2 separate regions of the Rattus norvegicus genome follow, and region 1 is linked to region 2. The links are chromatin contacts, called in public HiChIP or PLAC-seq maps. All regions are on one chromosome and are shown on one strand. Each heading gives the region's core, a stretch centred on a gene start, on an enhancer-like site or on the middle of the called end of the contact. The rest is flanking DNA. Distances are from core to core; before and after follow the strand shown. Region 1 holds the start of Dmtf1 (cyclin D binding myb-like transcription factor 1). Region 2 overlaps Elapor2 (endosome-lysosome associated apoptosis and autophagy regulator family member 2).

What was found. HiChIP or PLAC-seq counts read pairs in DNA pulled down with a chosen protein or histone mark.
Region 1: a contact with region 2 is called in an H3K27ac HiChIP or PLAC-seq map of oligodendrocytes, with 6 times the contacts expected there. The contact joins the promoter of Dmtf1 here to the enhancer-like site in region 2. A contact is called at or near these places in 8 of 12 Hi-C or Micro-C datasets (the A7r5 cell line, the Rat2 cell line, Schwann cells and 5 more) and 1 of 1 datasets of contacts at active chromatin or transcription factors (oligodendrocytes).

What each region holds. Positions count from the first base shown.
Region 1 is chr4:25,863,321-25,867,378 of GRCr8, forward strand. It overlaps Dmtf1 (cyclin D binding myb-like transcription factor 1), which reads left to right and starts at 2,121. Exons shown (of 17, transcript NM_053693.1): 1 at 2,121-2,267.
Region 2 is chr4:25,647,455-25,651,451 of GRCr8, forward strand. It overlaps Elapor2 (endosome-lysosome associated apoptosis and autophagy regulator family member 2), which reads right to left. Exons shown (of 22, transcript NM_001109345.1): 4 at 3,932-3,997. Among named protein-coding and RNA genes, the nearest start is that of Mir879, 30 kb to the right of the region's middle. Within about 2 kb of position 2,272, at least 17 of the 93 cell types and tissues checked have an H3K27ac peak or open chromatin away from gene starts, as enhancers often do.

The sequences.
Region 1 (4,058 bases), core at 871-3,370, 220 kb after region 2:
GTCTTAGCATGCAGAGCCTTTTGGATGGTTTTCTTTACTTAGTGACATATATTTTGATTTTTCACTACTTAAGCGCCAAGTAAAATCCTGTTGTATGGATGTGCCTGTTTCTTTATCCATTCACCTGCTGAAATAAATCCCAGTTGATTGCAAGTTTTGGCAAATGTGAATAAAGCCACTGTAAAAGACATGGGAGTCCAAACTGCACCGACCATCAACTCCTATGAACTGTGCCAGACTGAGTATGCCTGATGCATCTAATTTCACTCCACTGGACAAACACTGGTTTTCTCTTTCCCAAGATCTATCATCTGCAAACGGCTTCCTGATTAGGAATGAGACTCTGTGTATCACTAATAGTAAAGGAAAGCAAAGTATAATATATCTTGATTTTATAAAAAAAAGTTAAATGCAGTTGAATCATAAAAGGAACACCAATCGGAACCCCACTGCTCAGCACCTTAGATCTTAGAACTACTTTTTTGTTTGGTTTGGTTGAGATGTGTTCTATGCAGACAACACTGCCTAAAACTCCAGAATCTTCATTCTGCCTCAGTCTCTTCTGTGTTGAAATTACAGTGTAAGCCACTGTACCCAGCATGGGGCTCTTTAAATTAAGCAAAAAGCAGCTTTTTTTTTTTATGTTTTCACCATAGAGTCTGCAGAGTTTATGGCAGAAAACCACAACTGACCAGTGTGCAGTTATAGACTATAGAGTGCCTATCCCTGAAAGAATAAAAAATGCAGCTAAGAAGTCAGAAGTTTAAAAAAGCCCTAAATACCTCAAATTCCAGACCCTGCCCTCTACCTGTACTAGCTGACCATAAAGTTAGATTAAAATCTTAGAGAATAATTTTGAGAAGCAGGAACCTTCTCCCAGGAACTGATGGACCATAAAGTAAACAATCTTGAGAAACAGGAAGCTCCTCCTTGTGATTTTTCACTGGTATTCTCGACATTTTCCAATGATGCCCTCCCTACCCGCTGGGGTTGAGGTTTCTTCCTTTAAATTCCCCTTGTCTTAGTTACTGGGGGTCGAACTCCACTGCCCCTGCGTGGGATATGAGTCTCGACCCCAGTGCACTGGTTCCTGTCAATAAACCTCATGTTTATTACAGCAAGGACGGTCTCAGGTGAGTTCTTGGGGGGTCGCATCATCCCGAGACTTGAGTGAGGGTCTCCCCGCCCCGGGGGTCTTTCATCCCAAAGTGGGACATAGGACATTTATGACACAATCCTTACACCAAAGGTAAGGAAATGTCACTGAAGATGGGGGCAGCAAAAAACAAACAACAACAAAAAAAACCTGAAAGAGGTGGGGAATGGGGAGACTTCTGTGAAACACCCACCACGCAGCAGCTGTGGTATCCTGCACACCACCACTCCAGTCAACACTGCAGCATGGATGGGATGCTGAGGAAGAATCAATTTCCTTCCTGAAGAGACCAGATTGTTTTCTTATGTCCAAGTGCGCAGCCCTACACCCAAGAACATCTGGCTTACATGTGTAGCCAGGGAAACACACACACAGACACACAGACACACAGGAACCAGGACATGAATTTGAGTGGGGATTGGGGATGTCAGGGAGAACACGGGAAGAATTGGGAGTGGATATAGTCAAAATGCATTTATTCATATAAACTCTTAAGGAATCTGATTCTTAAAAGATTGGCATGGGGGCAGGGTCCAGAAAACAGAGATGCAATCGGTGTAGACACCAGCATTGAACTTTAAATCCATGAAGAACTGTAGTCTCCTAAAAGCGAGGTCACACTCACGGAGGACACCTTTCACAATAATTATACCACAGGACCAGAAACCAAGGAGCAGAGAGAGACACCCTGCTTTCTTCTGTACTCTTAAGGCCTCTTCTTCCCTTCGGATCCTCCGGAAACTAAACGGTGCAGACACCTGCTAAGGAAAAGACTCTCCTCTATATCATCCGCATCAGCTAGGCAGGGACTATACGACCGTATTGCTTGCTGAGAATGGCGGTCGACTCCGCAGCAACCCATCAGCTTGTCGACGCAGACGGAAGTGACGTTCAAGGTGGCGCGCAGGTCCGCCCCACGGGAGAGGCGGGCCGGAGAGGGGGGGTACTGAGAGGGCGGGGGCGGGGCGCGGCCGTGGCTCCGTTTCCGGTGGCTGGTTGCGCTCGCTCACCCCAGCTGCAGCCACTCTCTCCCGTGGCTGCTTCCTCCATCCTGGTATTTTTTGGAGCCTCCATCCTGGTTCTTCCAAAGTGCCCGGACCCAAAACAGGAAGTAAGTGCGATGGAACCTTCAGGTCCGGGCCTCTGTCGCAGCCGCTCCGCCCAGTGCGGCCGAGCCGGCCCCTTCGCAGGCCTTGGCTGCCGCCGGCCGGGTGCTGCGGGCGGGGTCGGAGTCCGGTCTTCGTCTAGCCGCCGCGGCAGGCCCCGCACGCTGCGCCCGCGGTCTCCGTCGCCGGCTCATGCAGGTGCTGGCGGCTGGAACCATCGAGCGATCGCTGGGGCGCAGCGGCGAGCCGGCGGGGGCGGAAAATGGCGGCGGGCTGGAGGAACTAAATGGCGCCGGGACCCCTGGGGGTGGGCCCGAGTCGCGGAGGACGGCGCCAGGGGCCCGCGGGCGTGTGCGTGCTGGACGGCAGAGCTTCCAGCCTAGCTTTGCTGGATTCGCGGTCGACTAAGCCCTCTACGCTGCCTGGGCGTGGGTGCGGTTGGCAGGGTAGTGGGGGCGGGGGTCTCCCCAAGCCCACCCAGTTCTCTTTTGCTTGCTTGGCCTGTATGCCCCTCGCCGGTTGTACGGTCTGGCTGGACTCAGCGAGGGAGTCATGGTTGCTGGCCGGACTTTCTCTTTAAAGACTGCACGGGACGTGGCCTATGGTGCGGGGAGAGTCCTCGCCCAGCCAACTAGTAATTGTCAGGATCGTGCGGAGCAAACCTTAAAGCGTTTCAAAACCCTCTTTGGTACTCTAGCGAGAACTTTTTTTGAGAATCTCCCCTCAGCCTTGAGAGTTTTACTCCGAAAGAAGTGGTCCAGTGCCATCCTGTGCTGTTGAATGATACAGCATATGTTTTTATAAAGACTCGGTGTAGCTAAGGAAAGATTGGTAGCCCGTGAAATGGATATTACATCCCTTTCCCCAGCCTAATGCTCGTGATTGATTTTCTGAGATCTTGTACCCCTTTCTGACAGCTAGACTTCCTATTGGAACATCCTCGAAAGAAAAGAGCATTTCAGTACTGTTTCTGATATTTTATGTCTTAAGCTAGATGTAATGCCATTTGAGACTTTTATTAATTAGACCTATATTTTATTTTGTAAATAACTTTTAGGCTATAAATTAAAGAAAAGGCCTTTGATTATGTTGAAAGGTTTACAGACACCAAAGGCTATTTTCCTTAAAGATTTTTCTGGTACTTCAAATTTCTTTAGGGCAGTCATAAATGTACCTTAATAATTCGAGTAATTTACAATAACATTTAAAACTACAACTATAATAACAAAGTCTTATTGGTTTTACTGGGATAGAATAGTAATAAAAAGTGTATATATTTGGATAAACTTAGACTTAAATTACATTTCAAAAATTGTTACGTTGAGTGTACCAAGTTGGTGAGAGACTAATGCTGTCCTCCACCGCAGTCAAAAAATATAAATAAAACCTCCACAGCAGTAAAAAACACAAATAAGGGTTTGAAGAAAATTGTTACTGTGAAGATGGTATTTATTTTATGCTTCTATCCCATTACTTCACTGTCTTTCTCAGGTGCTTTTGAGTACCACCAAACAAGCTAGCATTTCTTCATTATTTTAGATTATGGTAGACTTAACCCAAACTGTTGCTCAGGGGAATGATCTAGAAACTTACCTGTTCTGTTTTCTTGTCTTCAGCATTTACTCTGAAAGTACTGGGTCTTGCATACTTCTTAAGAATTTAAATGTGTATGTTTAGCAGTTTGGGGAAAACATACAAAATAAACCTTTTTCTCCAAGTATTCAGGTTTTAGTTTTTTGAGGGAGGAAATCAAAGTTTTATTCTTAGGGTTTGAGCTTGAAAATAAGAGTGTATCT
Region 2 (3,997 bases), core at 1,022-3,521:
GTTGTTAGTTTCCCAGGATGTAATCTAAATGTGTAGATAAGTGGTGATGGACAAAATCTAATTCCTAACCTTTTGTAATGGAGTAAATATTAATCATTTACCATGCTAATTAAAACAATTAGAGATAATACATTTCACATTAAAACATATAGCAGCTTTATTAGTAATCGCCACAAACTGAAAACATCTGATATGCCCCTCAACCAAAGAATGGATACAGAAAATGTGGTTCATTTACACAATGGAAAACTACTCAGCTATTAAGAGGGAGAGCATCGTGAATTTTGCAGGTAAGATGGATGGAACTAGAAAATATCATCTTTAATAACTCAGACCCAAAATGACAGGCATGATATGCACTCTCTTATAAGTGGACATTAGCCATAAAGTACAGGATACACACGCTATACTCCACAGACCCAAAGAAGCTAAACAAGAAGGGAGGCCCAAGTGAGGATGCTTGAGTCTCACTTAGAAGGCAAATAAAATAGTCACAGAAGGCATATGGAGAGAGGGAACAGGGTAGGAGTGGGGGTGGGGAGGAGAATGGGATCAAATATGGGAAATCGGTGGCTGGTGAGGGCTAGGGGAATAGGGAGCATCTCCAGGGCGTGCCAGAGATGGGAAAGACTCCCAGGAATCTTTGTGGTAACTTTAGGTGAGACTCCTAACAGTGGGGTTACAGAACTTGAAGTGGCTACTTTCTGTAGACAGGCAGGACCCTCAGTAGAGGGATAAGGACAGCAACCCCCCAACAAAAAATTCAACACAAAATATATCCTGTCTAAAAGGAATGCAGGGACAGAGATAAAGTAGAGACGGAGGGAATGACCAACCAATATCTGGCCCAACTTGAGACCCATCCCATAGGCAACCCTTCACACTATTAATGATATTCTATTATGTTTGTAGACAGGAGCCTAACATAACTGTGCTCTGACAGGCTATACCCAGGAGCTGACTGAAACAGAGACCCACAGCCAAACAGTGACTGGAGTTTGGGGAGTCTTGTAGAAGAGTTGGGGGAATTGATTGGGAAACCTGGGGATAGGAACTCTACAGGAAGACCAGCAGAGTCAACTAACCTGGACTATTAAGGGCTCTCAGAGACTGAACCATCAACCACAGAAAATATACTGGCTGGACCTAGGCCCCCCACACATATGTAGCATCTCCATCTTCACGTAGGTCCTCCAACAACTAGAGTGATGACTGTCCCTAAATCTGTTACCTGCCTATGGACCCCATTGCGCCGACTGGGCTGCCTCAGTGGGGCAGAAACTTGATGTATCAGGGTTGGGGGATAAGCAGGAGGGGCCTCTACCCTCTCACAGGATGAAGGAATGGGGGAGAAACTGTGTGAGGGGGTACCAGGAGGAGGGCAGCGATCAGGATGTAAAGTGAATGAATAAATAATGAAAAAGACATCTTGGACTCTCTGCGTAATGCTTCAAAAATGCACAGAGGTTAGGATACTACTTTCTCAGGTAAACAGATAAGTGTGGAGATAGCTAAAAGGCAGGCCATCGTGCTGGTATAGCAATACAGTCAGCAGCAGGATGGAGCCGGACATTATCACATGGACTTACCAGCTGTCAAATCTATCTTTCTCTTTTGTAGATTGTTCTGGATGCCTTCCTTATTTTCCTGTTACAAAGCTTAGAGTGTTTTCACTAAAAGAGCTTTCTAAAGACGTATTAACTAGAAAGCAGTCCCACTGGTGATCCAAATATCAAGAGACTATCCAATTAATAGTTTCTTTAAATGAATGTGTGCCCTGTTTCTTCTCTGACCATCATGACCACTATGACACCAGTGTTAAGCCATTTCATAGAAGTGACGGGATCTGAATATACCTTTTGTGGACAGCAAATACACATGCTAGAGGCTTTTTTACACACCAAAGCAGGTATCATGTGATCGTGACAATCCCCTCCACTGTGAAGAAGTGAAATCTATTACTCATTTTAAAACAAGTTAAAGTGTATCATGAACCAATAACTCCTCTAGGTTTCAGCTTCATCATTTTTAAAAGAAACAACTGTTTCTTTTGCTGAGGTAAAGTCACACTGAGTGTCAAACTCAGCACTTCATTACTTCACATTATACACTATATATTTATTTTCTCCGTCCGCCTACATCTTTCTTTTCTTCAAACACTTCCTTTTCATCACTGATTAATGATGACTGAGGAGTGTTCACCTTCTGAGTCAATCCCAACCTATAAACGTGCAATAGGAAGGACCAGCATGAGCTTGCCACCCCTGTCAGACTCTAAACCAAAAGACACAGGCATCACTGACAGGAAGTAATGGGGTACCATGCCCTAAAGGCACCTTTATTGACTGCTCTCAGGGGACTTGTTGGGAAATAAAAAGAGCTGCCTATTCACAACAATTAGACCCTTGTCTCACTTCCTGAGTTTATTCATTTTCTGCAACACTGCTGAAATGTCCCAAGAAATACTCATTCATTCTCACAAGCTTTTTTTTTTTCTTTTTTGCAAACCTGATATATTTTAAAAAGGAAACCTGTCTAAATGTTGCTTAAAAGTCTAAAACATGAAAGGATATCCATACTAGAAGCTCCTCAAAGGGCTTTACCAAACAATTCACCTCACAGAAGGGAGCAGTGAGGGCCGGAAACTTAGTCTACCTGCTCAAGAGGATACAGCTAATAATTACATAGTTATAACCAGAGCCAGAATCGCTTTACTTCAAAGGAAATTGTAATGGGAAATATTTCTTACCATCGAACTTCTGATATAGAAACTACAATTACTGATTTAGAAATACTTATCACCTAGAGCAATAGAAATTTCTTTTAAAATTGTTAGTATATTCTTTTCTTAAAAGCTGGGTCACAGAAATACATTTTTTTCTCATTGATGACAAAGCAAACATTGTGCCTGGTGTAAGTCCATCTGAAAACGTTTTCTCAAGAATTAAAGTCACAGTCATAGTAAATATTACTAGATCAGATACAGCTTCAATCCGTTAAATAGCCTCTGCAGTTATTCTGTTAGTATATAACTATATCTTAGATTCCGTAATTCTACTTAAGCTCATGACGGACATATCAAGTATTTCATCCAAGGAGTCTTTTCGAAAGTCCAAAAGTCACAGAATCAGAAAATACAGCCATTTCTATTTTTTAAATAACTTTGAATAAACAACTATAGTGAGCTAGAAAATATTTACTGACTTACTGCAAGAAAATATTTAGCAAAATCAAAATATTTTAATATAATTTTAACATAATAGAAACTGTTATTATGACTCAATGGGTAATGTACTTGCTATGTAATCATGACAAGGACATGCATAGATCCCCAGCATGTGTAAAATGTGGCTGTGGTGGTAACCAGCTCTAGCACTGGCAGACCAGAGAAAGACCAGATGCCCAGAGCTACCTAGCCAGCCAGTACTGCCCAATCTGTGAGCTCAGCCACAATGAGACACTCTGTTTCACAAAAGTAAAATGGGGGTGACAGACGAGAACTCCCAGCATCAACCTCTGTCCTCCCCACATACACATGCATGTTCTTCCATCTATGGACATGCAAACATTGATATCCCTCTACATACACAACACATAGAAAAACAATAGCCTCTGTGGCCAACAAAGAATAAATGAGTGTTGGAAAAATTATTTGTGATGTACAGTCTAAGCCAAATAGCCACCTGAGGAACACAACCAGAAGTGAAACAAGCCAACGTCATTCCACAAGAAAACTGTGAAAATGGAAGAAAGATTGACTTAAACACTAAGTACCACTGGGACAGGGCTTCCTTTGAACATTGAAAGATGCAATTAACACCCTCCAAAAAGTTCAAGGGCATAAAGTAGAATGGGCGGGGGGAGGGGGGGAGTAGAAACAATTATATGAATGTTCCTTAAAAATCTAATTCTAGAATATGAAAAGCCTTACAAAGAACTCAAAGAAGATGTTGTTGTCCACATACTGGTACTCAAAGAAGACGTAGCCTGATTTCTT